Linked DNA regions of Mus musculus: region 2 is linked to region 1. The links are chromatin contacts, called in public promoter capture Hi-C maps. All regions are on one chromosome and are shown on one strand. Each heading gives the region's core, a stretch centred on a gene start, on an enhancer-like site or on the middle of the called end of the contact. The rest is flanking DNA. Distances are from core to core; before and after follow the strand shown.

The links. Promoter capture Hi-C pulls out the DNA fragments that hold promoters and counts their contacts.
Region 2: a contact with region 1 is called in a promoter capture Hi-C map of embryonic stem cells. The contact joins the enhancer-like site here to the promoter of 4933431E20Rik in region 1. A contact is called at or near these places in 13 of 39 promoter capture datasets (the C10 cell line, the HPC-7 cell line, HPC-7-derived erythroid cells and 10 more), 2 of 484 Hi-C or Micro-C datasets (bone marrow-derived macrophages and colorectal tumor organoids), 3 of 115 datasets of contacts at active chromatin or transcription factors (bone marrow-derived macrophages, forebrain and pancreatic cancer cells) and 2 of 9 other capture datasets (adipose tissue and liver).

Annotation. Positions count from the first base shown.
Region 1 is chr3:107,891,955-107,899,186 of GRCm38.p6, reverse strand. It overlaps 4933431E20Rik (RIKEN cDNA 4933431E20 gene), which reads left to right and starts at 2,974. Exons shown (of 3, transcript NR_015459.1): 1 at 2,974-3,544; 2 at 4,959-5,136; 3 at 5,680-7,232. Gstm5 (glutathione S-transferase, mu 5) reads right to left here and starts at 3,333. Exons shown (of 8, transcript NM_010360.2): 1 at 3,189-3,333; 2 at 2,814-2,889; 3 at 2,497-2,561; 4 at 1,818-1,899; 5 at 1,625-1,725; 6 at 1,125-1,220; 7 at 911-1,021; 8 at 502-736. The coding sequence starts at 3,233. The coding sequence ends at 638. It overlaps Eps8l3 (EPS8-like 3), which reads right to left. Exons shown (of 19, transcript NM_133867.2): 18 at 6,821-6,953; 19 at 6,287-6,604. The coding sequence ends at 6,593.
Region 2 is chr3:107,709,557-107,716,788 of GRCm38.p6, reverse strand. The region is part of intron 1 of Gm40121 (a long non-coding RNA gene); the gene reads right to left. Among named protein-coding and RNA genes, the nearest start is that of Ahcyl1, 17 kb to the right of the region's middle. Within about 2 kb of position 2,633, at least 22 of the 459 cell types and tissues checked have an H3K27ac peak or open chromatin away from gene starts, as enhancers often do.

The DNA of each region.
Region 1 (7,232 bases), core at 1,725-4,224:
ATATGATTTGAATTTTAAAAGTGAGATTATTCCCTCAGGGACCTGTATCAGTCTTCAGGGTCGCCAGCAGGTGTACCTTGCCTAGCATGAGGTACAGGGCTCTCTAAGTTTTAATTAGTAACCAACTGTTTCAACTTACTGACAAGCCGGCCAGTTTGAAATGCCACCTTTACCACATTAAGCTCTCTGCCCTGCTCAACACGGGTCGTTGGTAAGCTCCAGTTCTGTTGCATTCGTCAGCACTACGCAGTTTTGCTTGGCTTTCTTCATGGCTTCACAGAGGTTCCACGTCTGTTCAAAAGCACCTGCCACCCAAAATGGGCAATACCTCTCCTTCCAGTGCCCGCTCAGGCTCGGGGAGGACTTCAAGCCCTGGAACTCGGCCGAGGAGTAAAGAGTAAAGAATGTCCACGCAGTTACGCATGGATTCACAGCTCTTTCTCTCAACATCTCCTCATTCTTCTTTGGCCTTTACGCCAAGAAATCCATCTAGACACCAGTTAATGCAACTGCTGTTTATTAGAAAGAGCAGAGGAGACAGAGTGGGGGCCCTCAGGACAGGATGGAACAAGACTGACAGTGAGCTAAGAGTGTGGGCCCCTCAGGGCAAGATGGCTCAGCAGCAGCGAGCTCTGGCTCAGCATAAGCACTTGTTACCCCACTTGGCCATCTTGTTATTGATTGGCATCTTGAAGAAGCGGTCAGACTGCAGGAATGCAGCAATCTTCTCCAAAGCCTGAAGAAAAAGCATACCAGGTCTTATTAGGACCCTGACCCAGCCCAGCAGACTCACAGCAAACATGCTGTCTGACTCCACTGATCTCTGCTGCTGTTGGGCAAGCACAATGGGGCCTACAGGCCATAGGGGAGCCTGTGCATAGTGCTTTGAGAAAGGGGTAGTGAACATCACCTCAAAACGGCACATGAAAGCCTTCAGGTTTGGGAACTCATCCAGACACTTGGGCTCAAATATACGGTTCTGATCCAAGACATCATAGGTGAGAAAATCCACAAAGGTCAGCTAGAAAGAATGAGGACAATGAAGTGTCATGCCTAAGGAACTCACCAATACCTGCAGAGATAGACAGGCAGGCAGGCAGCCTCTCCCTGTGCCTTCTCCCTACCTTTTCTCCTGCAAACCATGTGAATTTCCCCAGGAACAATGAGAATTGTTTCAGCTGTGCAGGTAGCTGTTCCAAGTACTGAGGCTTCAGGTTTTCCTAGGAAAGAAAAGCAATAGCTATTGTTGGGTCAACACATGGCTCAATGGGGGTGAATAGAGTTTGATTCCCAGGTCCCACATTAATGTAGAAGTCTTTGGACTTCTACACACACTGGCCCCTTCCCCCAATAGCTATAGTCAGGGCCTGGACCAGTGATGGACACACTCTAGGCAGCTTCTTTCTGCCTTTAATTGGAGAAGGCAGGATGGAGAGCTGGGGCTTTGGAAAGGAGGAGGAGCTAACACCAGACTTACAGGACAAACCACACCAAAAAATAGAGTCTGTTTCTAATCCTTCCAGTTTGGGTTGATAGAAAGATGGCAACCATAGAAGCGAGCAGAATAATCCTTAGCACTTTGGCCTGAAACCCAACAAAGGTGATTCCAGATGAGGAAACTTACGTGGTTAGAATTGTAGCAGAGGCGAACCAGCTGCATGCGGAAGTCCATGATCTGGTTCTCCATGATGTCTACTCGTATCTTTTCTTCTTCAGTGTCACCACCTGCAGCCAGATGGCAACAAATCACCCTCAGGATTGCCAACCTCCAGGTGAGCCAACTGCCTCCTCCCTCCTATCCCCTTCAGCCCACTCACACATGTTGTGCTTGCGTGCGATGTATCTCAGGATGGCGTTACTCTGGGTGATCTTGTTCTTCCCGTCCATGAGGTAGGGCAGCTAGAAGGGGAAAGTTAATGTGAACCTAGTCCTCCAGGACCGCCACTCCTCTGGAAAAGAGAAGACTTGCAAGGTGTGTGAGAGTAGAAGCCAGGAGAAATAACTAAATAAATAGAAAGTAGCACTGGGTCCTCACCTGACTCTAGACAAGGGTGCTTAATCCTGTGTGTCACTGTGAATGTATGTGTGGCATATAGACGTTTAAAAAGCAAAATGTAAATATTTTATACCTTAAAGTATGTAAAAGTAGGGTGATTATGGATACATTTAAAAAAAAAATAGGTGTTTTAACAACCAGGACACATGAGGATACATTTAGGATACCATGAAAATACCTGGAATCTATCAGTGATAAAGTCACAGACCTGGCTATCAACTCATGTCTCTTATAGCCTGCCTTTAAGAGGAGAATATTAGTGTTTCTCAGACGTTAGTAGGAAATAAAATGTTATTCTCAGTTCTGTTCAATGACCCTTGAATTCTATCCATTCTATAAACGTGAAGAGTCTCTATCTAGATGCTCCCAAGCCAGAGATGAAGTGAAAACAGATACACTTGAAGGCCTTCCCTTCTGCCCACTCCTCCAAAACCACCTACGTTAGGAAAGTCCAGATCTAGCTTGAATTTCACGTCCAGCCATTGGCTTCTATCATAGTCAGGAGCTGTAAGAGAGAAGTGGGACCCAAGCCCGTTACCGACCTAGCTGAGACTTAGACCTGTTATCTCAAGTTCCCAATCCCCAAAAACTAACCCTTGAGTTTCTGCAAAGATGGGCCTGAACAGCAAGAGATAACTCTATGGGCCTCTCTTGGCAAAGTTCCCAGCTTACAGGAGCAGGGGGTCCCACACCATCTTGGTGTGGTACAACCCTCTGGGTAAAAAACAACTGTAGCGCACCCACAGACATTCATTACCTTCCCCACAGATGTACCGTTTCTCCTCATAGCTGGTATCAGTAAACTCCAGAAGCATGCGGATAGCATGAGCCAGCTAAAAGCAGGGGATGGAGAAAGACCCCGGTCAGCGCGCCTGCGCAGTGCCCACTTGCTCGCAGGCCCCCTCCGTCAATGTCCCCAACCCAACGCTGCCAAGCTCCTGCGTCCTGTCCAGGGAAATTGTCCTTAGGCAGCCCCTTCGCTCACGCCCGGGAACTTCCAGTACCTTATTCCTCTACCCACAGTCCTGGGGACCCCATAGGTAGGCTGGAGATCGGCCCACCGGCCCCTGACCCCCGCCCGGCCGCCTGCACCTCTCTGTCCCAGAGGCTGGGCTGGCGAGGGACCACTCACCCCGCGGATATCCCAGTAACCCAGAACCATAGACTTGGATGACATTTTGGGCGATCTTAGCCCCTTCGGGGATACAGCGATGGACTGTGGGCGGCTAACTTTATACTGGACGCTGTGGGCCGGGCTGACGCGACCGAACTGTCTCCTCCTCTCTCGCTCTATGCTCCACCCGCCCTCCGCGTGGTCAGTGGGCGGTGCGCAGGCGCAGCTGCTGCGGCTCCTGAAATCCTCCGGTGTGAACTTCTCCCAGGGCTGTTGATGCTTCATCTACTCTTCTGGCAGTGGGGGCCTGGACCTTAGTTACCCGGGAAGCGTGAGTCATGTTGCACAGTTGAGCTGGCACATAAAACTACGAGGTAGGAAACGATTCAGGTATAAGGTACTTTGGGGATAGAAACATTTTCTATGTAAGATACAAATGGCTCTGTGAAGACTGAGGGAGGCTGGGGACACTAAACAGGTCCACTGTGAAAAAGGATAGGTCATGCACATTGGAAATGCCTCAAAGGACACTCCAGGAAAGAGGAGGGTAGAGCAAACACCGAAAGGTGACAAATAGCTATGCAAGATAAACAGCAGGTGCTGTCGAGTTAGGCTGGTTTATGGGAGGAGTCAAAACATTAAGCATTTGGGGCAGGTTGCAAAGGGTATGGACAGCCAGACAGACAGAGGGTGTGAGTGTTTTCTCTCTGCTCTGTGGGGAGTGTATAGGATCTAGATCATAATGTTCACTAGCAGTATAATGCAAGACAGACATATGATTGTTTTTAAATGGTTTGCTTCTAGTTTTTTTTTTTTTAAGGAGGCAATGAATCCATAGTATACTTACGTAGCCCAATATATACTGTTTCAGAATGTAGTATGAAAATTATTGAGATGTCTTCTATTTTTTTGTTTTAGTACCTTACATTTAAAACACAACTCCACTAAGGGTAACCTCATCTTTTAAAAAAGATTTATTTATTCATTTTATATATGTGAGTATACTGTCGCTCTCTCTCTTCAGTCACACCAGAAGAGGGCATTGGATCCCACTATAGACTGTTGTGAGCCACCTTGTGGTTGCTGGGAATTGAACTCAGGACCTCTGGAAGAGCAGTTGGTGCTCTTAACTGCTGAGTCATCTCTCCAGCCCCAGGTAACCTCATTCTGATGCTCAGGATCCACAAGTTAGTCGGAAAATGATAAGCATATTGTGGAGTAAAACAGCACAAAAGGGGAAAGGCCCCTTGCGGGTGGGACCATCCCTGGGCTGGGTGTCTTGGGTTCTATAAGAGGGCAGGCTGAGCAAGCCAGGGGAAGCAAGCCAGTAAGGAACAGCCCTTCATGGCCTCTTCATCAGCTCCTGCTTCCTGACCTGCTTGAGTTCCAGTCCTGACTTCTTTCAGTGATGAACAGCAATGTGGAAATGTAAGCTGAATAAACCCTTTCCTCCCCAACTGCTTCTTGGTCATGATGTTTGTGCAGGAATAGAAATCCTGACTAAGACACCAGGCCTCCCGGAGCCCCAAGTCTGGGTGTGGGAAATTATGTCTCCCCGTTAGTTTAACTGACTCAAACTTCAGACTTTGTAAAAGGACATTTTTCTAAAATAAAGAAGAAATGGTACAGAGACATGTGACTGTATAATGCCTGGGTTGATTCCTCCCAAGAAAACAAAAGCCAGCAACAAATTAACTTGAGCCACGAGTCTAAAACTTCTAGAGTAGTCTAAGTATTCTACTTGTTTCATGATATATCCCAATTCAGGCTAAATAACTTTGTGATTAGGTGTTCTGCCCAGTTTATAGAACAAGGAATTGAAGCTTGGAGAAGATTGATGGACCACTCAAGTTCCCTGGATGGTCCAGGATGCAGACTGAGGATGGCCTAAAACATTAGTTTTGCTGGCTCCCTGTGCTTGGCTAACTTTAGAGCCTCTTACCTTGCCACAGTCTTTTCTATGAAGGTAGGTGAACACTGGGGTAGAGCACATTTTTTTTCCTAATCCTATAGATTTCCCCTGGTTTTCAGCTTTAAGATGGGCCAAGGCCAATGGGATAGTGGCTCCTTCCATTCGAAGACCTTAACTTTTCTGAATTGGCTACCTTGCCCCTAACAACTCTGAAGGCCTTTCCCTCCCTCTCCCCCCACCCCCTTCCTTTGAGGTAAAAGTTTTGCTTTCATACTCAGTGTTACTGAGGATTTTGTGAGGCCAGGAAGTTGAGAGTGAATGATAGAGTCCATCTGAAAATAAGGTATTTAGCTCGGGATGATGTTACAGTCTTGGATAAATTCAGCCAAAAGAGATTTCCTGGACAATCTTAAGAACCTGTTAGGGGCTCTTGAATCCATGAGAACAGCAAACCTTAACAACAGGGTATCTCAATTGAAGCATAGCTTCTCTTCCATGGAGAAGAATTCATTCCATGAGCTTTGAGCCGGAAGTAAACTATATACACCAATAGAGAGTACAAGCCATAGACAGCCCTAACTCTTCATTTAACCCTAGGACAGAGAGCCAAGGAGTGGACCAACATGCCTGAGTTTACACAGTGGACCTGAGGACCGTCACCTCCCAGTGCAATGTTCCTGTGTACTGCCACTGAAGAGACAGGTGGGAGGGAGCTCAAGGTTGACTTGCCTAACAACCATTGCTTGAAAGACAAAGCTCCCAAGGAGAGCACAAAATACCTCACTCGAGACTCCTCTGCATCACCAACCAGTGTGAAGAAAGCCTGCAGCTGTCAGCAGAGTATTCTTTGTCTCGGTGACACGCTGTGCCTACAGTTGGACTAGAAACTTTGGATTAGGGTGTGAGTCGTGCCCCATAGGACAGAGGTGGTGCATGTAGCCTCATTTTGGAGTTTATTTAGAGAGGAGAAAGAATGTACCATAGTCCCCAAAGGCTCTAGGTTACAGTGAATTCTCTTTAGTTCAGTTATAGTTTAGTTTAGCTTGGTTTGGTTAGCTGTGGTTCCGTTCTGTTCCGTTCTGTTCTGTTCGGTTCAGTTCGGTTCAGTTGCAGAGTTGTTGCTCTTTCATGCTTTGCATCCCAACTCCCTGCTCTCTCTTGGCTTTGGTTCCCATCAGGTCCAGAATAAATGGCAAGGAGAGGGTCATAGAACAAGTTAAACGATGCTTTTTATTGGCAGGATTGGGACTAAAGAGATCAGGAGTAAGACTGGGAATAAGTATGCCAACTTAGGGTGTGGGGTAAAATAAATAGTAACCGGTGAGGGTCTCCAACCCAATGAGGTACCATTTGCCTCAGTGTCTGGACCTGTTCATCTTCTTTGCTTTGTGATCCAGGATATGTGGCTTGCCACTAACTGAAAGAGGACTTCCAGGGGCTCTAACTGGGTACCAAATACTCCATCTTGCACATGAGAGGTCCTTGGTCTTAGAGGTATTCGAGCTGGTCTCTAATGAGTCATCTGAAGGGAGAAAACAATTCAGATGGGGCTGGTTCCTAGTGAGGGACTCCCCAGAGTTTATATCACCAATGCGATTAGAACTTCAAGACACACCTGAACGGATGGAGCTGAGTCCCCAGAGGAATAGCCCATGCCTAGTGTCCCCAGCTCTCCCTTTCTCACCCCAGGAGAATTAAATTCCTCTGAATAGGAGTCAGGATCCCAGAGCTTCCTCACCCCCAGCATCCTTCTGACAGCGTCCAGCCGGGCCTGGATCCGTGGAGCCTCCTGTGGACACAGCATCTGCAGCTCCCCAGGTCTCATGTGAAGTAGCTGGCTTCCCATTAGGGACCCGAGGGTCCTTACAGTGCTGTAAATAACAATGGTAGAATCCACCAGAAGTAGGGTGGGCAGATTCTAGGTCTTAGTATTTGTGTAGAGAAGGAAAGTTGGGGTTACAGGAATTAGGTATCTGCAGGTACAGGGATACACCTAGTGGTTTGGTCTCAGTGAACCACAGAACTCCGAGATTTGAGGGCAGAAACACTTTAAAAAAGACTGGTCTGGAAGGGAAGGGTGGCTAAGGTGGGCAGCCCAAGTTCTTCCAGAATTTGCTACCCTTGACTCTTTCTCTTTCACTACATATGGC
Region 2 (7,232 bases), core at 1,384-3,883, 180 kb after region 1:
GGTCAATATACAGAGCAACATAATGAATCAACTCAAACTGCCTCCTTTTAAAACCTTACCTGATACAGCCACACCTACCTTCAAACCCACCATTCTGAACTCTGGGGTCCTCTAGTTCCATATTCTCCAATTTCTTACATAAGTGTCTATCTTTTCCACAAGAGAGTGAGCTCTTTGAAGATACGGGTTGTTTTAACCATTTTAAGATCCCTGGTGCCTAATACAAACTCAGTAAACATTTGCTGAGCAAATGCAAACGAATGAATAAATAAATAAATGAATGAAGTGCATTTACAATGGCAGACTGAGTGAAAGGGTCTGAACATCATAGGAAGCAACTAGTGTTTCTGATCATTGTGTTCAGAAATTAGAGAGCTCTCGTGTCTGAGGTGAGTAGAACTTAGATAAGTGGAAAGAGCATGTGCTTTGGAAACCAAGGATTTAAGCTGTGACTCCAAAGCTGCCCTTGCTTTGGGCAAGTCCCTGTTCTTTTGTGAGCATCAGTTTCTTGTACTAAAGTCAGAAACACCCAGGAGAGTGATAGCAACTGGAAGGTCATGTGATGAGGCTGCCACTGAGCTCTACACTGTGATTATTCATAGTTACTGAGACAGCAAGTAGAGAGGGTGAAGTACTGTCACATTTGTAGTTGAATGGCCTTCAAGAAGGCAATTTGGATGGAGAATGGAGTGGTGTGGAAACACTCCAGAAACCATAGTGGCAACAGTCATTCAATATTGAGTACCAACTCTGTCGGGCACTCTACACACTTTTTTTATTAAATATTTACAAAAAACCTTAACCTCAGCACTGCCACTCAACTTATCAAAACAAGGAAATTAAATTTCAGAATGTTTCTAAGTTCTAAGCTCACAGAGCTAGCAAGTGGTTGAAACTGTTTCAAAGTCAAATTCATCTGATTTCAGAGCTTGCTCCAGGCTTAAACACATCTCTTTCTCTGAACAAATGAAAAGTTGGGTGTATTGTGGGAATTAAACTAAAGGCCTTTTAACAAGCTAGATAGTATAAGTTAAGATAGGCTAAGATGCTGATAAATTACTCAGCGGGGTAAGCCTGTTTGTCATCTCCTACACTTATCGCTCCAAATGTTGTAAACACGTCTTAGCATTTTCAACAAGAAGCTTGTTCTGAACCAGATGCTCTTCCCTGGATGAGAACCCAGTGCTCAGAGAAGAAAGACTTCACCTGAACCGCCCCATTCTGTAGTCCTGGTGGAACACTACCCTCTGAACATAATACTAACTGCAGTCTTAATCAGAATAGCTGTGGCTACTTTCAAGTGACCCTCAAGATGAGTCCTGTTGATGTTTCCTCTTAGAAGAAGGGGCTAAGGGGCATAAGAAGGTCACCTGAGGTTCCAGCCATTCCTTCCTGTATTGCCCCTCTTTGCTCTGTGTATTTCTGTCCCAGCTCTACAAACTTTCAGATGGTGCTTAAGGGAAACCTTAAAGGGACACCTTCTCACCTTAAGAGTGAGAAGTTCACTGAAGGGTAAAAGTCCATACATCCATGGGGAAACCATCACCCATACCGGACTAGGGAAGAACTGTTCCTTTGCTCTGCCATTGGTGCCCTATCAAGACTAAGTAGACATGTGTTTATATCTCCCAGGAAAAAGTCCACAAGTAGAAAGTCTTCTGTGTCTTTGGTAAAGCTCCCTTTTAGAGGACCTTGTTAGGCCCGGATAGCATAGAAGTAGATAACATTCTGCTGGTTTGCCTTTCCCCAGCCCCTGACAGATATTTACTTTCTCATACCATACATTCTCAAAACACAAGAGAAGCAGAGATGCCCCAGGCACCACGGGCCAGAGCTCCATGCAGCCTCAGCCCCTTTCACCCATCCTTTTAGCGCACAGGCTCATCTTAGTCAGAGACTTTTTTTTTCCACTACAGCAAAATTTAGAAACATATTCTAAATTCCTGTGCAATGTTTGCTGATGCTGCAGCTGTCCTCTACTCTCTCCAGAGGATGCTAAAACTGCTCTAATCAGTACCAGTACCCTGGACCGGGAGGTTACTTGACACAGCAGAGTCTAGCACGGTCAGTTACAGCCTTGGCATTCAGGAGGAGGGTGGTAGAACAGGAGGGACTTCTTTGAAACTTCTCCATTTGTATACATGCCTCCCCTACAGAGTCTGGCCAAAAGTAAACATAATTTTCCCTGTGTGTCTCCATCACAGGAGGAGCATATGGTTGGATGCAACTGGCTTCTCTGAAAGTCTTTCCAAAGAACACAATCTAGTTACTTAGCAAATATTTACTGAGCAACATGGAAGAAGAAAGAGCATTCCAGCCAGGGGCCAGCAAGAGGCGAGAGATCGAATAAACTAGAGAGAAATAAAACAGCAAGGGTATGTCTGGGGTGCAGTGAGCAAGTAGTAAAACTGAAAAGAAAAGGAAACAATTGGGAACAGCTTTGAATGCCTGGGAAAGGACTTTGAGTTTACTGCAAAAGGTAAGAGAGACTAAAGAAAGGTTCTGAACAAGGGACAGGCATGATTAAAATGATCAGTAAAATTCAGTGGGACCCAGGTAAAGAATAATCATATAAAGCAGCCATCAAAAGCTAAGTACTTACTTTGCACCCAGCAGATGGTCAAAGTCTTGCAGAGATTGCTTTGCTTAATAAAATTAATAGTGCACTTAAGACATAGTGCTGGCCCACATGGTTTTCAGTCCTCAGAGCCATCTCCTAATTTGAGTGTTGCTGCATCAATTTGGCAGATGGTGCCTGCACTTAAAAGGTAACTGTATTGTGCTGAAGGCCAGACAGTTACAGTGGTAGAGCCAGGGTTTAATTTCATGTTATTCTGACTCTAAAGTTGACTTCTTGTTGTTTTGTTTTGTTTTTCAAGACAAGGCTTCTCTGTGTAGCCTTGGCTGTCTAGGAATTACTGTACTGGTCACTCTGTAAGGCAGGCTGGCCTCAGACTCACAGAGATCTGCCTGCCTCTCCCTCCCAAGAGCTGGGATTAAAGGCGTGTAGTGATGCTGCCACCACCACCCTGCCCAAAGCTGACTTTTATGAAGATGTTATGAAAATTCTGGGGAGCAATGAAGAACAATGGAAGGAGCAAGAAGATTAGAGAAAAATAGATATAAACTAAGTTGCAGATGCATAATAGACATGTTATGACAACTGATAAAACTTTAGGTAGGAATAGTGTCAAATATGAGTTACAGTTTTGAACATGGATAGCTGATAGAAATTTCAACAGGCATGCACTAAGACTCAAGAACACAGGGAGCCAGGTAAGTGCTGTGGATGAATAGGAAATGTCTTCCATAGGCTCAGGCTTTGGATGCTACTCCCCAGGGACACTTCTTTTGGGATGCCATGGAAGATAGGGCATGGCTGGCTGTGTGGGTCAAGAGGAATGTGCCTTTGCAGGTTATACCTGATGCCTGATCCTCTGTCCCTGTATGCTTTCTGCCTAGCACTGACATGAGCAGCCTCTGCCACAAGTTCCCTCTGCCATGCCTTCCTTGCCACAGTCTCAAATGCTCTAAAAACCATAAGCCAAAGCTACTCCTTACACTGTTTCTGTCAGGTGTTATGGTCACACTAACTCAAAAGTAGCTAATACAGAAGGTTAAATAAAGGGTTCCAAATATGTTGAATTTGACATAATGGTGGCAGAGATTTGGAAAAATCACCTTACTCCTTATGTCTGCTCCCCACTGATCAACTCCTTACTTGTTCATTTAAAAAATTTAAAAATATGATAAAATGTAACATTTTAACAATTAAATTATTTTAATTAGCTGTTTCATATCCAGTATGTGAGGAACTAGTTGGGGAGTCATCACTTCATCTCAACAAGGGAAAACAAAAAGCAAAAGTCTGAACAAACTGAAAAATCAGCAGGTGTTCTTAGATCCCTCAAAGCAAAGGAGCCTCAGGGAAAACTGTGCCCCGCCCTACAATCAGAAATGCAGATACAGAGAATTACAACTCAGCAGAGAACTGGAGCAGAAAGCTCCCAGGAACCAGGGTAAGAAAGCCTAGATTGTAGTGGAGGACTTGCTAGTTAGTGCTCAGTGTATAACCAGCTCAAGCTGTGAAGACTTCAGTGGGTCCCAGACAGTGGGACAGAGTGGGGGAAATCTTCATTACTTCTAGTCCAGGGGCTTCTAGTTTCTCCCAAAGACTACAGAGCAGCATTCTCAACCTGTGGGTTGTGACCCCTTTGGGTCACCTAAGACCGTCGGAAAATATAGACTTTGATTCGTAACAGTAGCAAAATTACAGTTATGAAGTAGCAATGAAAATAATTTAATGGTTGGGGGTCACCTCAACATGAGGAACTGTATTAAAGGGTTGCAGCATTAGGAAGGTTGAGAACCACTGTTTTAGAGGAAAAAAAAAATCTGATACTTCTGGGGAAGAACAGGCATTATGAAATACCAAGGCCAGAGAACAGTGTGTTAGGACTGCCCTCGAGGGAAAATAGGTCCCTTGAGGGCAGTCCTAATGAAGTTTTTCCAGAGTCTAATAACAGAAAGAAGGGAATTACTCAGTGACAGCACAACTCCTCTCTGTCGTTCAGTGAGAGGTGTGCGGGCAGAGACTAAGAAGCCCTGTGAGCTCATAGCTCCAACACCAGGCTGAATTATCTGGCATGTTACTGAGTATTCACTCCCACTATCTACATGCATGTACACCAAATGGCCTTTTTCTCAGCACTCCTTTCACTAGCACACCCCATCTGAGATATAGAGGGAAATGAATACACCAACACCAACAGTAACAAAAACCACACCTAGGATATTTAAACATCAGGGGAAAAGAAGCCTTACCTACACAGGAGTGAAGACAGGAATTCCTCCAAAACCAAGCAAATGAGAAAAGTGTGATGTGAAATGCTTACTACGCTGAGGGGGAAGGAAAAGACAGTCTGGAATTGTGAGAAAGGAGGCTCCGAAAGTGAACAGAGTGGGTACTGAGGTATATGCCTTGGAGCCCCAGCAACGGAAGGCAAAGGCAGGTACAGGTGACTTGAACTTGGGAGTTCAAGATAAGCCTGGGCCACATTCAAGATTCCATCTGGAATCAGAAAAAAAAAAAAAAAAAAACGTGAAGAAGAAATAGATTGCTTAAGACAAAACCAGGAAATGTGTTGCCTGCCTTACTTGAAATGTTAAAAAGCTCTTCAAAGACAAGAATATAGGGGCACAGGTCACAGACAGGCGTACCTGACAAAAGGAAGAGCCCCAGAAAAGGAGGCTCTGTTTGTGTGATTAAAACAATTAATGTCAAGGTAGTTAAAACTTCAATGTAAAAAATCTTAGTTGATTTATGGGTAACAGTTTGTTCAAAATAACAGCAATAATATACTAAGTATGTTTGAATGTATAATCTTATGACTCAAAGGAGAGAAGGAGGAAATTAGGAATTTTTGTTGTTATGAGATATTTACAATAAGAACAATTGTAAAGAGAAAAAGTAATGAAAGAAAAATATTAAAAATAAAAATAGAGATTATTATATAAATATAGATTTGGATTAGCTGTAAATGTATATTGCAAATTCTAGGGCAACCACTAAAAAATATATTTTTTAGGGAAAAGTAAAAAAAATTGAAATGTAATTGTTACAAGAAAAATAAGAAAAAAAATTTTAAAAAAGAAAAGAAAACTAAGGGCACTGAGTGGCAGGCAAGGTCTAGGGATATAGTTCAGATGGTAGTGTGCCTATCTAACATGCACAAGGCCCTGGGTTCAATTCATAGCATCACATCAACCAGGTACAGGCACATACATACCTGTAATCCCATCACTTGGGAGGTAGAGGCAGAAGGATCAGAAGTTCAAGGTCATCCTAGTCTACAAAGAGTTCAAATGAGATCATGAGAACAGAACACACACAATGATTAGTGTCATAAGAAGAGATCCCTGGCTCATCAGTTAAGAGCACTGGCTACTCCTCCAGAGGACCCAGGTTCAACTCCCAGCACCCACATAGCAGCTCACACCTACCTGTCACTCCAGCTCCAGTGCTTCTGACAACCTCACACAGACACACACGTGGACAAAACAGCAATGAGCATAAAAGAAAAATAAATTGTATATTTAAAAGAGAAGAGACCCCAGAGTTTTCTCCACCATTCAAGGTGGAGCAAGGTAATAGCAAGAAGGAAACCAAGTGCAAGCCAGGAAGAGGGTCCTCTGTAGAGCCTTCCATGACCTTGGGCTTCCCAGTCTTGTTAAAGATCAATGTATGTCATTTAAGTCACCCAGTTGATGGCATTTTGTTATTGTAGCCTAAAATGACTAAGATAATATCTAAGTTTCCACCCTGGGAAGCTAGAAAATACCAAATTAAATATAGAGTGAGCAGATGAAAAGATGTAGTAAAAGTGAGGGGCTACGTTAGTGAAATTGAAAACATAAAACGTGGAGAAATCAGTGAGATGAAGAGCTGGTTGTTTGAGAATATCATAAACCTCACACACTCAGACCAACCTACTACAGAGAATAAACGTTTATGAAAACCCTATGGTTAACATCATAACTAACTCGAGGAATTAGGAGTTTCCCACTAAAATGAGGAACAAGCCAGGGTATCCTCTCTCCTCATTCTCTTTCAGCATAATACTAAAAGTGCTAACTAATGAAAACAAAACAAAACAAAACAAAACAAGCAGGAAACCATTAAAAGGTATTCATACTAGCAAGGGAAGTGTTCCATATGACACTGGAATATACATGTCACCATTCATTTTTGAAGTGCATATACAATACCAAAATGAGTCCTAATTTCAACTGTAGACTTACAGTAATAGTGGTATGCTACTGTGAGCTCACCGTACTCACTGCTCGTCTCATTCCTGTCACAGAAATACCTGGAAGAACCAGCTTACAAGAAAGTCTTATTCAGCCGGGCAGTGGTGGCGCATGCCTTTAATGCCAGCACTTGGAAGGCAGAGGCAGGTGGATTTCTGAGTTTGAGGCAAGCCTGATTTACAAAGTGAATTCCAGGACAGCCAGAGCTACACAGAGAAACCTTGTCTCAAAAAACCAAAAAAAAAAAAAAAAAAAAAGAAAAGAAAAGAAAGGCTTATTCTAGCTCATAGTTTCAGAGGGCTGGAGAAGCATGTGACAGTGCCACCTTACTTTATGGAGGAATCAGAGAGATGAAAAGCAGTATGGGTAGGCACACCTAAGGACCCACACCTACTGACCTGTTTCTTCTAGTTCCAAACATT